3 separate regions of the Oryctolagus cuniculus genome follow, and all the other regions are linked to region 3. A link is a contact called in public Hi-C data. All regions are on one chromosome and are shown on one strand. The core of a region is the stretch at or near the end of the contact, and the rest is flanking DNA. Distances in the headings are between cores, read along the strand shown. Region 1 holds the start of LOC100351336 (large ribosomal subunit protein uL6-like). Region 2 holds the start of DDX20 (DEAD-box helicase 20). Region 3 overlaps LOC127493409 (a long non-coding RNA gene).

Region 1 (2,766 bases), core at 111-2,610, 190 kb before region 3:
CAGGGGCGTATCTGTCCGGATGAATATCACCTGTTACCTGGGTGTCTAATACAGTACCATATGCATAGTATGTACTCAGTAAGTATTTCCTGAAGAAGTTAAATCTGTTAATTTCTTATTTTTATGTAGTTTTTAAAAATGGTTTTGTAAAACATATGATTTGTATCTAGCATGTTTAAGTGTTTTCTATCAGGCACCTAAGGTAACCTGGCCATTTTAAAAGTCAGGTAATAGTCTACAATTATCAATGAAGGAAAAGGGATCTACAAAATCACAGATCAGAGAGGACAGCAAGAAAATCACAGAACTCTGATAACCAAATCTGCTCTTCTCTCACCTGTGCCCTAAATAATATGAACTCTGGCCCATTCTAATGATGCCACAAATGACAAGCACACAGGCAACAGAAAAGGAAAGAAAAAACCCAGTCTGTTTTGTTTTTAAACAAGGTGCACAGTAAAGTTAACAAAAGGAAAAGGACCCTTGATTGATGGGGGCAGTTAAGAACTGCACTAAATTTTAGGACCCCAGAAAACAGGCCGTTTACACCCAGACGTGCAGCTTACTTGCTAAGCATTTCTGTCTATAGCTACGCTGTCAAGATAGTGGAGTGTTTAACTCAGGGACGGATGGATACACACAGACACACGGACACACACAGAGTTTATGCAGCTGCTCTATCAGCTCTAATGGTCTGAGTGGATTCCAGTTACATGTCCACACTCTCACAAATTCCTTTTCTTTGCATCACGCACCAAAGGCACGGCAAGATTCAGAACACCAAATCTTGTGATTCCAAAGGTAGCAACATCATTTTGTGCAACAAAAACTTCTTATAATAAACTACTTTGCTTGCTGTGTTTCTTTACTTGACTTTAGAACCCATTTACATGCATCTAGACAGATAATTACTACAATACAGGGTGATATGACAGTTCTGAAACACCACCTTCTGGCAAATCATTTAGAGGCTTATCAGGATTTTATACAAATTCTTTAACTTTCTTGACAAAAAAATTGAAGTGTCCTCATTATAGCCATCAAAATGATCCTATGCAAGTTTAAGAATAAGGTTTCTAGAAATAATTAGTGTTTTGTACAAAGTGACAGAAACACAATTGCTTAGAAGAACAAAACGTTTTCTTAAAAAATTTTTAGGTGTTAATTAAAGCCAAGGAAAATAAAAAGGCACTTATTTGTGCTGCCCAGCAGCTGTAGGTTACCTCATTAACATTGATCTTTGACTTTGCAGAAGATTCTAAAAAGGCACAGTTACACCATTGTCTTGCTAAATTCTGGCCCTGTTCCTTGCCAACTACTCGCTCATCTTCCAGGTCACATTTATTGCCAACCAAAATCATTGGAACCTATGGGAAAGAAGAAACATAAAATGAGCAATGAAATACTTATTACTTGCTCTCTTCTTACAAATAACCAATTATCTGCCACTAACTGAAATTTATTAGGATTATTAGGTTTGCCAAGTACCCTCATAAAAAGGTGTTGTGTGTGTATGTATGCATATATATATATTGTATTGTAGTAATTATATATATGTATGTTGGGGGGAAAGGGTAAATATCAAAAAACATGGAAGAGATCCTATCGCAGTCATATGCTAAATTATTTTAGGAATATAATCCCCAAATTCTCATGCTGACTATTTGTGATAGATGAATACCAAGTAGAAAACTCTGAAAAGGAAAGAAACTTCTTGCAATACAGAGAATGTGTTCATTGGACCTGACTTAAGTGCTTCATCTCACAGACAAAACAAACGCTCAAGCAATGCCAAGACCAACATAGAAACAGGTCCTATATCTATCTACATTTAACATCTATTCTAGACGTAGATTTGAAGACCTGTCTATAATTGAGGAGTTAAAAAAGATGAACAATAAAAATAAAGCCAGAAAGCAGTTATGTATTCCTTTTTTACTCCGTATCACAGATGCTCAGCTACATGTAGTTATGACTTCCTATTTCCAGTAAAATAGGCAGCCAAAACAAAGTTTATTAACTTTCTTAGTAAAAGGGTGTCAAGAAAACAAAGTCATTTGTTTGTAAGGTGATGAACACTATACAAAGGAAAGAATTTAGGAGAGACCTGGTGGAATGGGCAATTGTCACAAATTAGACTAAACCCATCAGACATCTTCAAATCCATCTTTTTTAGTTTATCATACAGGATAGAGGGATTAACATAACTAGGGCTCAGTGACTTGCAAATAATTGCCTATGAAAACAACTTTCTTAGTCATGGAAAGGAAGAAAAGTACTCATTAGGTCACAGTTGGTTATGAGTCAATGGTGTAAAGCCCTTCCACCAACAATATTACTAAGTCAAGGTCATGAGCATATGTATATGCTCTCATTAATAATTGGAGAGAAGACACAAAAACAGCTGAAACTGTATATCCTAATTTGTACAACCGAAAAGAAAATTCTTTGCTGTTCAAAACTGAGGTAAACATGAATTATATATTTCATCTTGGCAAAAATGTTATTTTTAATTTAGACAAAATTTCCAAAGCAAAATTAAATTTTAAAAAATCCAGCTGCTCTCTTTGCCGCATCTACTGCGAGAATGAAGACCATTCTCAGCAATCAGACGGTCGACATCCCAGAAAATGTCGACATCAGTCTGAAGGGGCGCACAGTCATTGTGAAGGGGCCCAGAGGAACCCTGCGGAAGGACTTCAACCACATCAATGTGGAACTCAGTCTCCTGGGAAAGAAAAAGAAGAGGCTCCGGGTTGACAAATG
Region 2 (2,794 bases), core at 289-2,788, 240 kb before region 3:
GGAGGAAGGGTTGGAGCAGGGGCGGGGGGGGGGGTGTCACTATGTTCCTAAATCTGTAAATATGAAATACATGATACTTGTACAACTTAAACACAATTTTTTAAAAAGCAAGCAAGGATTCCCCATACCCAATCTCCTGCTAATTTGGGTAAGGCAATCTTACAAATATTTCCAGACAACTTAGAAGATGGGCGATCAAGAAGAGATTTTCACAGGGCTTTAGGAGCCCCCTGCAGTCACAGCACCCATCACCCTGAATCAAGCCAGAGGCTGTCGCACCACAATCTAGACAGCAGGTAAAAGATATTCTCAAGTAATGGCAGCGCGATGCTTGTAATGGCTTTCTTCTGTAATAACTGAAAATTCCAGACTTCGAATACTAATCCCCCATCCTCAGTCGCTAACGTTGTGCAAGTTACCCACAGGCCTTTCGCGTGGAGTAGCTCAACCATTCGTCGGATCCACTGGCGTTACATCTGGCCTGCGATCAACGCCCTCTTCCCGTCCTCTGAACCGAACTCACCTGGGTGCTTAAGTTTTCAAGAATCAGCGAGTCCAAAGCAATGGTGGAGAACACACAGGTTTTCCCAGTGCCAGACTTAGCCTGAACAATTAAATCTGACAAAGAACGGAAAGACATTAGCAGCAGCCGGTACAGCCTGACGCAGCTTCCCGTCCCCGGGAGGAATCCCGGCGGCAAGGGTCTAACGTGGCGGCACCCTCGGTGCGGGCCGACTCGCGGAAACGCACGAGGCCGTTGTCCAGAAACACATCTGCTCCCCGGACCTTCACCGCCGACCTCAAGCAGGCCGCCCGCCAGCGCTGTGCGCCTGAGCTTTACAAAAGGGAGACCGGCTGCCGATCGGGACCGCCGCCGCCGCGTCTCGACCCCCTCCCCGGCCCCGCCCGCCTCTCCCGGGCGCCCACCCTCACCGAGCCCGCAGCGCCCCAGCGGGATGGCCTTGAGCTGCACGGGCGAGGGTCTCTCGAAGCCCGCCGCCCGCAGCCCCTCCAGCACGGGCCGCGACAGCAGCAGCGACTCGAAGTCCGCCGGCTCGGCCAACAGCACGTCCCCCGTGCGGGTCCGCGGGCCGCCGATGTCGTGAGCAGTCCGCAGGCTCCGCACGGGCCCAGGACTCGGCTCCGGGGCTGAGGCCGGCGCGGCCACGGGCTCCACCGCCGCCGGCATAACGGTCTCTGCGGTGGCCGAAGCCGCCGCGGCTTCAAACGCCGCCGCCATGGCTGCCGCGCCGTCAGATCTCGCGGTACTTGGAGCGAGGCGGGGTTCCTGGAAGCGAGAAGAGAAAAAACTTTATTGGCAGCCTTCCCGCGAGGACACCGAACACAACCACCAAAAAAAAAAAAAAAAAAAGTGACCCGCGGAAGGCGGGAAGGGGAAGGAGGCTACCAATGTATGGCCGCCTGCGGCCTGCAGAGGGCGCCGCGTGCCCACGAAGCGGGCGGCGCCCGCCTCCCGCCCTCTGGCGGACGGTGGCGGCGCGGCCTCCGCAGGCTCTTTGTGATGCGCCCGAGGCGTCACTGCCGGCGCCAGCCCCCCAGCCTCGCTGCCGCGCGCGCCGCCCTCCGCATCCCAGCCCGCCGTCTCTCCGCGCGGCGTGGGGCGGTCTTTACCGCTTTTCCTTCCTGTAGCTGCTTATTTTCATTGTGGCTTTCACTTCAAAGGCATAGAGACGGAAACAGATCTTCCATCCGCTGGTTCACTCCCCAAATGCCCCGCACCCGCCCCGGCCGGGCCGGTCTTTTGGAAGCCAGGAGCCCGAGGCCCCAGCCGTGTGTCCCACGTGGGTGGCAAGGGCTCGTGAGTGTGAGCCACCCCCTGCTGCCTCCCAGGGTGCCCGTTAGCAGGGAGCTACGTGGGACGCAGAGCCCGGACGCGCACCCAGGCCGAACACCTGCTCCAACTACCGCGTTTTCCAAGAGGTCCTTCTTGAACTCGCAGAGAGAGCTCCCCCGTCCTGCCTGCTCCCTGGCCTTTCCCACTGCTCTCTAAAGCCTTGTTCTGCTTGATTTTTCTGCCCACTTAGAACTGCCTGACGTTGTATGTGCTTGGTGTGGGTCTCTGATCTGTTCCACCTTGCCCTCCGCCATATCCCTCGTGGGAATAGCAGGATGCGACATACTGAATGCTAATAGGCATCGAATGAGCTGCTAGAACAAAGCCTTAGTCAAAATTCCAAATTTAAATATTTCTAGGCCCGCGCTGCAGCTCACTAGGCTAATCCTCCGCCTGCGGTGCCGGCACACCGGGTTCTAGTCCCGGTCGGGGTGCCAGATTCTGTCCCGGTTGCCCCTCTTCCAGTCCAGCTCTCTGCTGTGGCCAGGGAGTGCAGTGGAGGATGGCCCAAGTGCTTGGGCCCTGCACCCGCATGGGAGACCAGGAGGAAGCACCTGGCTCCTGGCTTCAGATCGACACAGCGCGCCAGCCATAGCAGCCATTTGAGGGGTGAACCAATGGAAGGAAAACCTTTCTCTCTGTCTCACTCACTGTCTAACTCTGCCTGTCAAAAAAAATATATATTTCTAGAGACCCAGAGAAATATCCTGGCTCCTGCCTTAGATTTTGGCAGAGCTCCAGCTGTTGAGGGCATTTGGGGAGTGAACCAGCAGATGGAAGATCTCTGTGTCTCTTCCTCTCTCTGCCTGTAGCTCAGCATCTCAAATAAATGAATAAACTATAAAGATTTTTCTGGAACCTAATCATATTCACAATTGCATCCACCCAAAACTTTGTTCTTAGATTATAATCCTGGTCATTGTCTCCCACCCCCTTCTC
Region 3 (2,855 bases), core at 189-2,688:
CCCACTAAGAACCTGCGATGAGCTGCCCGAGCAGGGGCCAGGTGTTTATGAATGCCATCTCACTAAATCCTGACGATGTCGTAAGGTAGCGTCCGTTAACCCACTTCAGCCTCATTTTGCAGGTGCAGAAATAGGCTCAGAACAATTAAGGTCACTTGCTCCAGCTCAGGCAGCGTAAGTGGCAGGGCTGGGGGTCTGAAGCCTGGTGTGACTCCAGCCTGTGTTTCTGTGGGCTGAAATTCAGAAATGCTCTACTCCGGGTAAATTCCCAGAATAGAAATTACAGAAAACATTCGACGAGCCGAAGCTTTCTATGTGTGAGGAAGGAAGACAGTTTTAAAGCCAAGCTTCTGTCTCTGGCGGGGACAAATGGCCTGGGTTATGTGGAGAGGAGCCCAGGGGAGCAGGACGCAGTTGACAGCAACTGTGACAGCCACGGCTAACCGTAGAGCACTCCCCCCTCCGCGGCCACAGCTGCCCACAGGCAGTGGGACAGAGGGCTGCTCGGCCATGTCTACGCCTCCCAGACTAGGAGGGGAACCGTGCGCTGTCAGACTGCCCTGTGGGTGCTTGCTTCCACGAGGAGGGGTCTTCTAGAAGATTCTTAGGCATCTGTCCTCCCATCACATGTTTCATGAGGCTACGTCGTGTGTATGTGTGGGGTAGGAAGGCAGAGACAGGGAGGCGGGTAGGAACCACCAATACCAGGGCTGAGGGACCGGCAGAACTGAAAGTTCTAAGGTAGCCACGCTGCCTTTCTTCAAACAGCTCTGTTTAGGTAAGGGTGGAATGGAGCCTAAAAAGCTAAGAGGCCTAGGTACGTCCCAGGTGGAGCTGTGGGGAGAGTCTGCACCCAGGAGGGCTCTGGCCCAGGCCGGGAAGCAGGTGTCCTTTCTTGCGGCTTCTCCTCCCCACATCCGGTGTGGCGAGGCATCCCCCAGCCCCGGGGCTGACCACCCAGCTGCCCGTGGCCAGGGGCGTCCGCACACTTCCGCTTTGCTGCTCCCAGCACAGGATCGTGGGTCTGAGGCGCGCTCACCCAGCAGGGCTGAGGAGAGAGAGGGGCAGAGAGCAGGCCACAGCCCCGGCCTCATCTTGTGCCCAGTGTGTGCGCTGCGGGAGGCTCTGTGCTTCCCTGGCCCTCGTAGTTCACTAACCTGGTGGTTTAAATATAGGGGAGGAAACAGATGCCGGCGGGGCCGGAAGTCTCTGAGGAGGACAAGTTTGGCAGCGGCCTGGGAGGCAGATAAGGGCCTGGGGTGGGCTCCGAGAGCAACCCCTGCCGGTTTGCGTTCCGGGCCTTTCTGATATGGCCCTGGGCCCTCACCGACCCAAGTTGGCTCCTCCAAGAGCTCCTCCTTCCTCACGGCTGGCCCGGAGGGGTTATTTTTAAGCTGCTCTTTGTGACTTCCTTTGGCTGGCCGCCCAGCTCCCCTCTCTCCAATGCGCCCGGAGCAGCTTCCTGCTTAGGCAACTCCAGCAGAGAGAGAGAGGTGCGGTCTGCAGGGCCAGGGAGCCAAGGCCACAGTCCTGGAAGGCAGGTGCAAACCCCGTGGATCTCCCGGGGCCCTGGGCCAGGCCCACGGTGCTGGCCTCCGGGCGAGCGGGGCTGCAGATCTGTCACCCGGCAGGAATCCTGTGACCCGACCTGCAGCGTCTGTGTTACCTGGCAGGAACGCCGCGGTGGCGTCGCCGCCGAGCCGCTGCCGCCAGCCGCCGCCGGGGAGCGGCCCCTCTGTGGGCCGGGGCTGCGCGGGCCTCTGCGGTCTGCTGGGCGTCGTCCGCGGCTGGCGCAGTTCCGGAGGAGCGTGTCCGGCCGGCTGCACCGCCAGCATCCTCAAATTGTGTCGCGGGTGAATCACAGCGACAGCCGCCCTCCCCGCGCCGCGGCGGAGAGGGGGGGACAGGAGCCGACAGCCACAGCCAACGCGCGAAAAGCCGCCTCGGGGCCCTCCTCTGCCGCCTCTGGCTTCCTCCACTTCGGGGTGCCAGGGCAGGCATCCAGGTGCCTCTCACCGCTGGCGCCCTGCGCGCCCAGGGGACTCCTCGCAGGGACTGCTGGAACACCAACCCTCTGGCTTCTCAGATGCTTAGCTTTCTCTCGGGCTACCGCTCTCAGCTGGTGATGTCCATGGTCAAAGGAGCAGAGCTGAGCATGGGTAGGCCAAAGTTTAGGAAACTGGCGCCTCCTCTCCAAGGGCTCAGCGGGACCCCAGGCTGGGTTCTGACACAGGCAGTATCCTTTCCAGGTTAGGGTCTGGGTCAAGAAGTAGGTTTGGCTCTAAAGATTCCCTTTGTAGGGAAGAGCTGGCCCCCTGGGCTGTCTTTCTGCTGCATTCAGGATTCTCAAGTCCCAGGCTCTCTTAGTCATCTGCAGAAATGAGCAAGCGAAAGGCAGTTCTCCCATTGTAACGGATTAAATGGGCTGCTCTGGGCGATGGAACGCGGCAGCTGGGCGTGTGACTGCTGCAGGGAACGGCCCGCACGACTCTCACGGGCAGGGCAAGCTGGGGCAAGATACTTAACCTTGCTGGACGGGGGTTTCTTTCCCCACAGGCAGTAGCTGCGATGACAAGGACTGGCTGTGTCACAGTGCTGCACCCGGGGTCAGGCAGAACCTGTGACAGGGCAACTGGAAGGTGAATGGAAGCTTGGATGTTGTGCCAGCCTGGTGCCAGGCCCAGAGAGAGCCCAGAAGCCTGGGGAAGTCCCCAGCATGGCTCCTGACCTTAGGGAGAGCAAGACTTCCTTGAACAGGACGGGAAGGAGGCAGTAGAGTGTGTGTGTGTGTGTGTGTGTCCCGGCTGCACCCCCCCCCCCCCACACCTGCTCTTGGTAGGGTGGTGCTGGTGCTT

Evidence for each region. Hi-C and Micro-C count contacts between places; a contact is called where the count stands out from the background.
Region 1: a contact with region 3 is called in a Hi-C map of embryonic fibroblasts, with 4 times the contacts expected there. The contact joins the promoter of LOC100351336 here to the enhancer-like site in region 3. A contact is called at or near these places in 4 of 6 Hi-C or Micro-C datasets (ear pinna, embryonic fibroblasts, psoas muscle and 1 more).
Region 2: a contact with region 3 is called in a Hi-C map of skin fibroblasts, with 4 times the contacts expected there. The contact joins the promoter of DDX20 here to the enhancer-like site in region 3. A contact is called at or near these places in 3 of 6 Hi-C or Micro-C datasets (ear pinna, psoas muscle and skin fibroblasts).

Annotation. Positions count from the first base shown.
Region 1 is chr7:58,669,976-58,672,741 of mOryCun1.1, forward strand. It overlaps LOC100351336 (large ribosomal subunit protein uL6-like), which reads left to right and starts at 1,361. Exons shown (of 1, transcript XM_051856159.2): 1 at 1,361-2,766. The coding sequence starts at 2,588. RAP1A (RAP1A, member of RAS oncogene family) reads right to left here. Exons shown (of 8, transcript XM_002715775.5): 6 at 1,224-1,367.
Region 2 is chr7:58,618,320-58,621,113 of mOryCun1.1, forward strand. DDX20 (DEAD-box helicase 20) reads right to left here and starts at 1,539. Exons shown (of 12, transcript XM_051856157.2): 1 at 1,409-1,539; 2 at 934-1,288; 3 at 524-618. The coding sequence starts at 1,240.
Region 3 is chr7:58,861,808-58,864,662 of mOryCun1.1, forward strand. All of the region lies in intron 2 of LOC127493409 (a long non-coding RNA gene), which reads left to right. Among named protein-coding and RNA genes, the nearest start is that of ADORA3, 14 kb to the right of the region's middle. Within about 2 kb of position 1,439, at least 5 of the 8 cell types and tissues checked have an H3K27ac peak or open chromatin away from gene starts, as enhancers often do. A contact at or near this core is called in ear pinna, where this site is marked.